Regions from separate parts of the Pan troglodytes genome. Here region 1 is linked to region 2. The links are chromatin contacts, called in public Hi-C maps. All regions are on one chromosome and are shown on one strand. The core of a region is the stretch at or near the end of the contact, and the rest is flanking DNA. Distances in the headings are between cores, read along the strand shown. Region 1 overlaps KAZN (kazrin, periplakin interacting protein). Region 2 overlaps KAZN (kazrin, periplakin interacting protein).

What was found. A called contact is a pair of places that touch in the nucleus more often than the background predicts.
Region 1: a Hi-C map of stem cell-derived neural progenitor cells shows a contact between it and region 2, with 4 times the contacts expected there. The contact joins two enhancer-like sites. A contact is called at or near these places in 1 of 7 Hi-C or Micro-C datasets (stem cell-derived neural progenitor cells) and 1 of 1 datasets of contacts at active chromatin or transcription factors (stem cell-derived excitatory neurons).

Annotation. Positions count from the first base shown.
Region 1 is chr1:216,600,885-216,604,589 of NHGRI_mPanTro3-v2.0_pri, reverse strand. The region is part of intron 3 of KAZN (kazrin, periplakin interacting protein); the gene reads left to right. Among named protein-coding and RNA genes, the nearest start is that of TMEM51, 550 kb to the right of the region's middle. Within about 2 kb of position 2,114, at least 6 of the 24 cell types and tissues checked have an H3K27ac peak or open chromatin away from gene starts, as enhancers often do. A contact at or near this core is called in stem cell-derived neural progenitor cells, where this site is marked.
Region 2 is chr1:216,460,493-216,464,530 of NHGRI_mPanTro3-v2.0_pri, reverse strand. All of the region lies in intron 3 of KAZN (kazrin, periplakin interacting protein), which reads left to right. Among named protein-coding and RNA genes, the nearest start is that of TMEM51, 410 kb to the right of the region's middle. Within about 2 kb of position 2,025, at least 6 of the 24 cell types and tissues checked have an H3K27ac peak or open chromatin away from gene starts, as enhancers often do. A contact at or near this core is called in stem cell-derived neural progenitor cells, where this site is marked.

The DNA.
Region 1 (3,705 bases), core at 865-3,364, 140 kb before region 2:
CTTGAAGTGCAAGGTACCAATTGCTCAGTGGCTCAAAATGATTTTCTGGTTCTGTTGTCATTTCAAGAGCTTCTCTTGAGGGTTGAGAGAGTCTGTTTTCCTAAGAATCTGGTTCTCTCCATCAGTCTCTGTTTCCACCTTATCTTCCTGGGAAGGTGTGCTTTCTTTGAGGTGAGATGTGAAGCCTGCCCACGTGCAGTTTTATGTCGAATTCCAAGTCAGATCTTAACTTGGTACTCCCGGAGCCTGTTGGAAGTCTTAGGAATTGGGGGGAGTACTTTGGTAAGGAAGTAGCCATGACGTAATGGTGAGAAGGTGTTGTGGTCCTAGTGCTTGCTGCAAGCTTGACATGTGGTTATTCTTGTCATCCTCGCAATGTCATTGTGTGCGAAAGAACATTCTCCATTGGAACCTGTGCAAAAAAAAAAAAAAAAAGACAGACTGCAAGGTAATGCTTCACTTTTTATAGGCAGAGGCTCTGCTAACATTAAAGAAATAGCTAAGAACTGGCATTTTGCTAAGAATCAAAAGCTGTATAGTAAAGGACACTGAACAATGCTCGTTTATTTCCCACCGTCTGCCCCTTTCTCCACGAAGGAAAAGTTAAGTGGCTTTTTATCTGAGTCCTGGGTCTGGTTGTAGACTGGGCAGGCTAAGGCAGTCAATGCAGTAATGATGTCCACATGCTCAACTTGGAAACTGACATACTCGCGGATGGTTAAATTGTTGTAGTGGAGCAACAGGGGGCTGATTCCTTGTTCTTTTTTCCTACACAAACGCACAGGGCTGTGGAAATGAAAATGGCTTTTGGATCTCTTGGATATCCTTAAAAACACATAAAACCAGCAGCTCCTATACGCTCTCAGGACTGTGCCTGCCCATGTCAGTGGCTGGCTGTGGGTGGTAGGATGAAGGGTGGTCTTGATTTCTCCTCTTTGTACATTGGTATGTCTCAAAATCTTTACTAGGGGCACTTTGTGATTTTTATAATCAGAAAATAAAATGTTAAAAGGTTTAAACTCTACTTGATTGCTGGCCACATAACCGTCTAAACTGATATGCATTGAAACAGATGTGATGGTTGAAAAGAAAACAAGCCCCCGTATAAGTTCAGTGGGGTATCATTTACTTGTCTGTAGCAACAGTACTTGATACATTATTTAGCCTCTGTAAGTTTTGAGGATTTTTTTTTTTTTGGATGGGGGCGGGAGTTGTTTTTGTTTGTTTTTGTTTTTTTCATAGCCTGTGGCAGCATCCTGCTAGCACAGAAACCCTCTGCAGAGGTGGTCTGGTAGTTTCTTTTGCCATTGCTTTCATTATCCTAAAAAGAAGCCTTGAGTTCTCACACAAGTTAATTTTAAAGTGCAATTGATTGGGTTCCACTTGATTCTTCGTAATACACCTCCGGGGAGGCTCCCAGAGGCTCAGCTCCTCAGGGTTTCTGACTGTTCTTCCAAATTAGTCTTGTGTTTTCATTTTGTCTGTGTTGGTGCAGTTCAATGGGCCCAGACCCTAAGAGTGTTTAAGTGGCATTGAGTTATCAGTTTTCAAATCAAGGTTTTGAATAAAACGAGTATCTTTGCATTTCAAAATGCAACCGTGTAAGTCATCTTTTAACGAAAGGGCATTATGCACATATTAAATGCATGCTAATGTAACTTTAACAATATTAGTACAAATGGTTTTGGGAAAGAGTCACCTTTTGCTTCCTCTGCCAAGAGACTGTTAGATTCATTTTCAAATGTTTTTGTTTTTGTTTTTTAAATTCTTTTTTTAAATGAATGAAGCAAACTCATCAATCCATCATTGGCTGTTTTGTTCCAGGGATGACAACGAGCAGTAGGTAGGTTGGTATCCCCTTTTGATGAAGAAAATTTGGGTTTTCCTAGCAGGTTAATGCAGTGTGTCATTTAAACAAAATATTAACTTGGTTGGTACCCCCTGTGAGCTGGCATGGTTGCTATGTAACAGAATGTAGAAAGTGAACTGCTGAAAATCTGGGCTTTCGGCACTTGGGAGGATATTCTTTCAGAATCTGTGTTGAAAGAATTCCTGGCAGCCAGCCCATCTTGTCTCTCCCTCCTGCAACTGAGTTGGATAATCCTTAATGAGAATGCTGGCATACAGTGCAGAGGGCGTCCGTGCAGGGTGACACATTTCAGAGCTCCAGAGGCTGCCTTTTGGGTCGGTGGGGTCACGGCAGCCTTTGACAGGTGGACAGAAGGAGGCTTGGAAAGAACAGAGCCAAGCATTTGTTCCAATTCGTCTTTTTGTTGGTAGCCAGAGAAGGGATTTGTTTAAAGTAACATTTCTAAGCTGTTTTCCTCAGCATAACATCTCTGGGAAAATGTGTTTAAAATGCTTGCTGTTCTTTGAGGGGAAAATGTAGCAGTTTGTTTCTCTGAAAATGTTTTATCAGCTGATGAATGACTAATATTAGATTCAGTTGGTTGCTTTGCTATGCATAGAACAAAACAATTAAGTGCTATGGTACCCAATTCAAATAGGTGTTAACTGTATGTAACAAAATACTTAATGCCCAGTAGGATGTATGCCTACTGTCATTAGTTTTCTTTGTTAAAGAAATAATTGTATTTGTATTCCTATGCAAGTGGACGTGCTGATAGCATCTTTCTTTGGTGTGGAGGACTTCCTGCCTACTGCATTTGTTAGAATGGGATGGAGGCAAGGGTCGGTTTCCTGTACCTTTGTACATTTCCATAAATGCGTGCAAGTTGTATTTTTCTCTCCAGGCATTAAAATAGGCTGTTACTTAAGGCCTGACAGCTCTTATCTACCATTACTACAACACTGGAAACTCTTTCGTGAAGTATAAATTACCTTTGGAGTGAATTGAATGTGTGAGTAGTCTGTGGAGACGCTAGACACTGTCGCTTTGCAAAGTAAGTTCTGTCTTTTGGCATCCCCTTCTCAATTCATTCTGCCTCTGCTCTTGTTTTCCTAAGTAGACTTTTATCTTTTTTGAGAAAGAGAATTTTCAAATGGCAGAGAGGATGGAACAAAATGTTGGGGAATCTCGGGCCTTCTGTCAGCTTGCCACTAAGTTACAGAGCTCAGCAAGTAGCCTGCGCCATGGTTTTCCAGCCAGATCAAGGGGCTAAAATAGCTTGTGTCTTTTCCTAACCTGGTAGGCTGTCATGGGATGGGGATTCAGACTTCTCCCTGAAAATTGTCCTGCGTGGTCACAAAGAGATTACTTACAGATCAGTACAGTGTGGTTGAAATTACTTATTGATTGGGGATTATTTACTATCTTTCCATTGTCTTTGGAAAATGCCTTCAAAGGACCTCTTGAGTCAAGTCTCTGATTCTGGTTAATTTCATGCTTCCATTGTGCACTTCATGATTTTTAGTGGTTTTCCAACACCTCTTTGATGCACCCCAGAAGTCTGAGCTGACCTGACTCATCTAACAGGAGCCTGGTCACATATCTTCCCAGGGTAAGGCATGATAGGCCCTCTCTCCATCCCTTTACCCTCTTACTCCTCAAGAAGACTGTTGGCACTTTTTAGGAATCCTATAGGGTTATAATGTGTGACTTCCTGGCTGCCAGTGTGTTTGTAGCAGATGGGCTTGGCAGGTGGCAAGAGCTCATTGGAACTTTGCCTGCTCACCGTGCATATCATATGGGGCCCAGAAGGTCAAGCTTGGGATTTGGCCACATTCACTGCATGTTTTCTTTAT
Region 2 (4,038 bases), core at 776-3,275:
CCAGGTGCACAGGCTGTGTTTCTGGGCAGGACGCCTCTAAACCGATGCATGGAAAACTTGGTGGAGGGAGTGGAATTTGACATCCAGTCAAATGTCATCCTGACATCCAGTCCCATGCACAAACTATGATGCTTTTTCCTTTAGCTCCTTTGGTCCTTGTCTCCTCTTCACTATTACATGCGCCCACTTCTCTTCTCTGGATTATTACAGCTGCCAACTGCTGCCTTGCTAAAAGTCTCGCCCACCCCAATTCCATCCTATCCTCTGCCTCCGCCCCCCCAAAAAATGAATTACATTGTATGGTTCTCCTTCTTTAAATCCCTCTATAGCTCCTGTCTCCTTGGCGTGGTTTGAGCCCCACAGACCTCTCCCGCTCTGGCCGCCCACACTCCCATCTCAGGTTTCTACTGCTGTGATTCTGAGCTGCACCTTGGGCCATTCCTGGGATCAAGAGGGTCTCTTGATTTCTTGCTCTTTGTTCATTCTCCTTCCTTTGCCTGGAATTCCTTTAGCCCTCCTTCTTGCCAGCCCCCAAACAGGAAAGATTCCACCTTTGCTGGGCTTTGGGGGTTCCAATTACTAACTGTAGGAATAACAGGGCATTTGGAAATTCAGTTTTATCATTTCCTGGGGAATGACAGACACTTTCCCTCCATGGTGCCTGTGGGGGTGGCAGGTCCTGCCCTCTGTTCACAGACCTGGAGGGGAGTGGGAAGGAGCTCTGTGCTTTGAACATGCTTCTCTGGGGGTGCAGCCTCCAGGCAGCTGGGGCAGGATCATGCCCTCACTCTCTCCCTTGTGCTACCATGGAGGTCCTGTGTGCTGACCAAGCACTTGTCCCAAGTTGCTGGAGCGGGTCGTTTATTTGCTCTGCATCCGAGGCCTGAATATGATTGGTGCTTCACTTTTAAATGCGTGCATGAATAAATGGACTTGTCTTTCTCCCCTGTGACATAATCCAGAAGAGGAACTCTATCTTGACAATCTTTGCCTCCCCAGCACCCAGCACCATGCCTGAAGCACACAGTTGCTCAATGTCGGGCATGAGGATGCTAGAGGAGGGGGCAGCTGGTGGCACAGGTGGCTATGGTTGCCTCAGCTCAGGCAAATCCCATGGGCATGTGGAGACCCAGAGACCTACAGTTTTTTTTCTTGGGTTTGTTGGCTTTTAGAGTTCTAACAGTTCCAGCCTCTTCTCTTGGGCCTCCTGGAAGGGAATGTCTGGCAGAATCTCCCATCAGGTCCTGAAATTTGAGAGCACAACTATTTACATATTGAAAAGGGCAGGATAGCGTGTGACAGTTTTACTTTGATTGAACTAGTATCTTTTTATTTTTCTCTTACATGAGGCTGAGCTACTTGCTGAACTGAAAAGGAGAGGGAGGGAGAAGGGGCACTTCCCCCCGGGGTTTCAAGACCTGCTGAGCTTCATAGCCAAGAGGTTCTCACTCCCCACTCAAGTGTCAGCTTTCCAGAATGGCTCCTTGAAGACAAAAACTCTTTCAAGGCATATTAAACAATAGCAAACTCTGATAAAATTCCATTCTGGTGGCATGTTTTATGAGAAACTGATGAGGGGCCCTGAAATGCATCTCAACCTTGATGTTTGAGCCAGAATCCAAATATTCCCTTTCTGTTAACCAATTCAATGTTGCTTCTCTCTTGTGGTTGTTTTTTTGGGTTGTTTTTTGTTTTGTTTAGTATTTTCCTTGTGGGAAGGCACATTCACCTTCTTGATACTATGAAATGGCTATACAGAAAAATAGAACCATCCCCAAGCAAAGATTCCTCCCCCTTTGGAATCGTCCCAGTGTGGACAGCACTTCCCTCCAACTTTGGATGAACAGAACAAACGAAAGGAGGAACTGTGAGTGGGGTCCTCTCCAACTGCTATAATGTCAGCTCCAGGAAAGCAGTGACCTTGTCCGTCCTGTTCACTGCCTGTTCCCAGCATCTAGAAGAGGGCCTGGCTCATAGTAGGCACTGAATAAATATTTGTGAAGAAGCTGCTAGATTGCAGGCTTTGTGATGGCAAGGACTCTGCCTAGGTCTGTGTTATTCATGAATGCGTCCCTCCCACTTAAGAGCACAGCAGGCACAAAATAGAAGCTTATTCATTCATTGAGCAACTACCATATGCCAGAGATGACTCAGGCACTGAATAAATACTTGTTGGATTAACTAAGTGCATTCTTGCGTACGCGCTTGAATGAATGAAGGAATGAGCGAATGAAAAAAAAACCAATGAGTCAGTTCATCCGCCAGCAATAACCAATCTCGCCTCTCTGTGCTGCAGTCTTGGGACAATAAGCCTGGAGTTTTCTCTCCCTGTGCTTTTTCTCGCTTGTTGTGATATCCCTGCCTACCAAAACTCCCAAGAAGTGTCAGCTCCAATGATGTTTCTTTGAATCACCCCGTCTGGCAAGATGCAAACACTCTTGCTTTTGAATTGCTTTGTCACTTTCTGTCTTAGCTGTTGAGCACAGTTCAAAACCCATTTGCTGAGCCTGTCCTGTGGGCAGCCACGGTGGCAGGAGCCAGGGATGTAGAAGTGACCCTGGAGTCACCAGGGTTCAGTGTGTGTCTTGCCTGCCTGGATTGTACAAGCACCCACGGCTCAGAAATGGAGACTTCCTCCTCTCTGTAACTGCACTTGGCACCTGGTAGTGAGTCTGGTCAAACAGATGCTCCTGCACTCACACAGTGAATAGACCCATAAGATGTGCCGCCTTTGAGATCTTTGCTTTGGTGGATTCGAAATATGGGAGGAAGAGCTGAGCTGCACTGTGTGTGGGCCAGAGTGGTGCGTCGTAGGCATGAAGAGGCCAGGAGGAGGGAGAGTTCCATAGGGGTCAGGATCAGAGAGATCCATAGTAGGTTCAGGTGCGGTGGCTCATGCCTGTAATCCCAGCACTTTGGGAGGCTGAGGTGGGAGGATCACTTGAGGTCAGGAGTTCGAGACCAGCCTGGCCAACATGGTGAAACTGTCTCAACTAAAAATACAAATATTAGCCGGGCGTGGTGACACGTGCCTGTAATCCCAGCTACTCTGGAGGCTGAGGCAGGAGAATCACTTGAACCTGGGAGGCGGAGGTTGCAGTGAGCTGAGATCGCGCCACTGCACTCCAGCCTGGGGGACTGAGCGAGACTCTGTCTCAAAAAAAAAAAAAAAAGTACATACAATGCAGATATTAATTATTAATTAATTGGTCACTGCAACAGTGAGACTGAGGACTTCTTTGATAGAAGCCCCAATGCTTTCTAAATTGGCTTAAGCAAAAAGAAACAAAATGAACCCTTCATTGGTTCCCAGACCTGGTGAGTCATATAGGTCATCGCTGGCATTTGGGAGACCCAGCAGTGGCCAGAATCTCTCCCTCTCCTTGGGTCTCAGATCTGTCGTCCCCCAAGTTGCTTTGGTTCCCAGCAGGTTGTCTGGTGGGGTCCTCCTCACCCTCCACTACTCCCTGCTGTCTTGAACCATTTTATTTAGCGTTGGCAGTGGTGGAAGGGAGCCGCTTTCCTGACAGCTCCAACAAGAGTCCTGGAGTTGATCTCAGGTCGCTTATGGCCAAGAGATTGGAAAATGCTGATTATCCCAGTGGAGACAGGGGCCCATCCATGGAACAGAGGGGATCAATCTTACCTCAACTGCAGACACCAAGAATGAGGTTTCCTGAAGCAAAACCAAGACTCTGGTACCTGGAAAAGAGGAAAATGCAAGCTGGACGGATAAAAACCACTCTTGGCTACTGTACAGGCTATCAAGAGAAACTAGGAGCCACTCCAATGACAGAAAATTGCTTGTTGAGGGGAGACGGTCAAGGCTGGCTGTATCGCCATCACCAGTGCCCTGAATGGTTCCTTATGTGTGGGCATCATTAACCTGGCCATTTGCACACATTATTAATAACACTAGCAACATTAATAATGGCTACAGAGATGCTTTATGTGTTTTCCATGCACTGGCTGAGTATCTTACTCAGTATTATCTTATTTAGTCTTGACTGCAACTCTGTAAGGTAGGAACTATTGGCC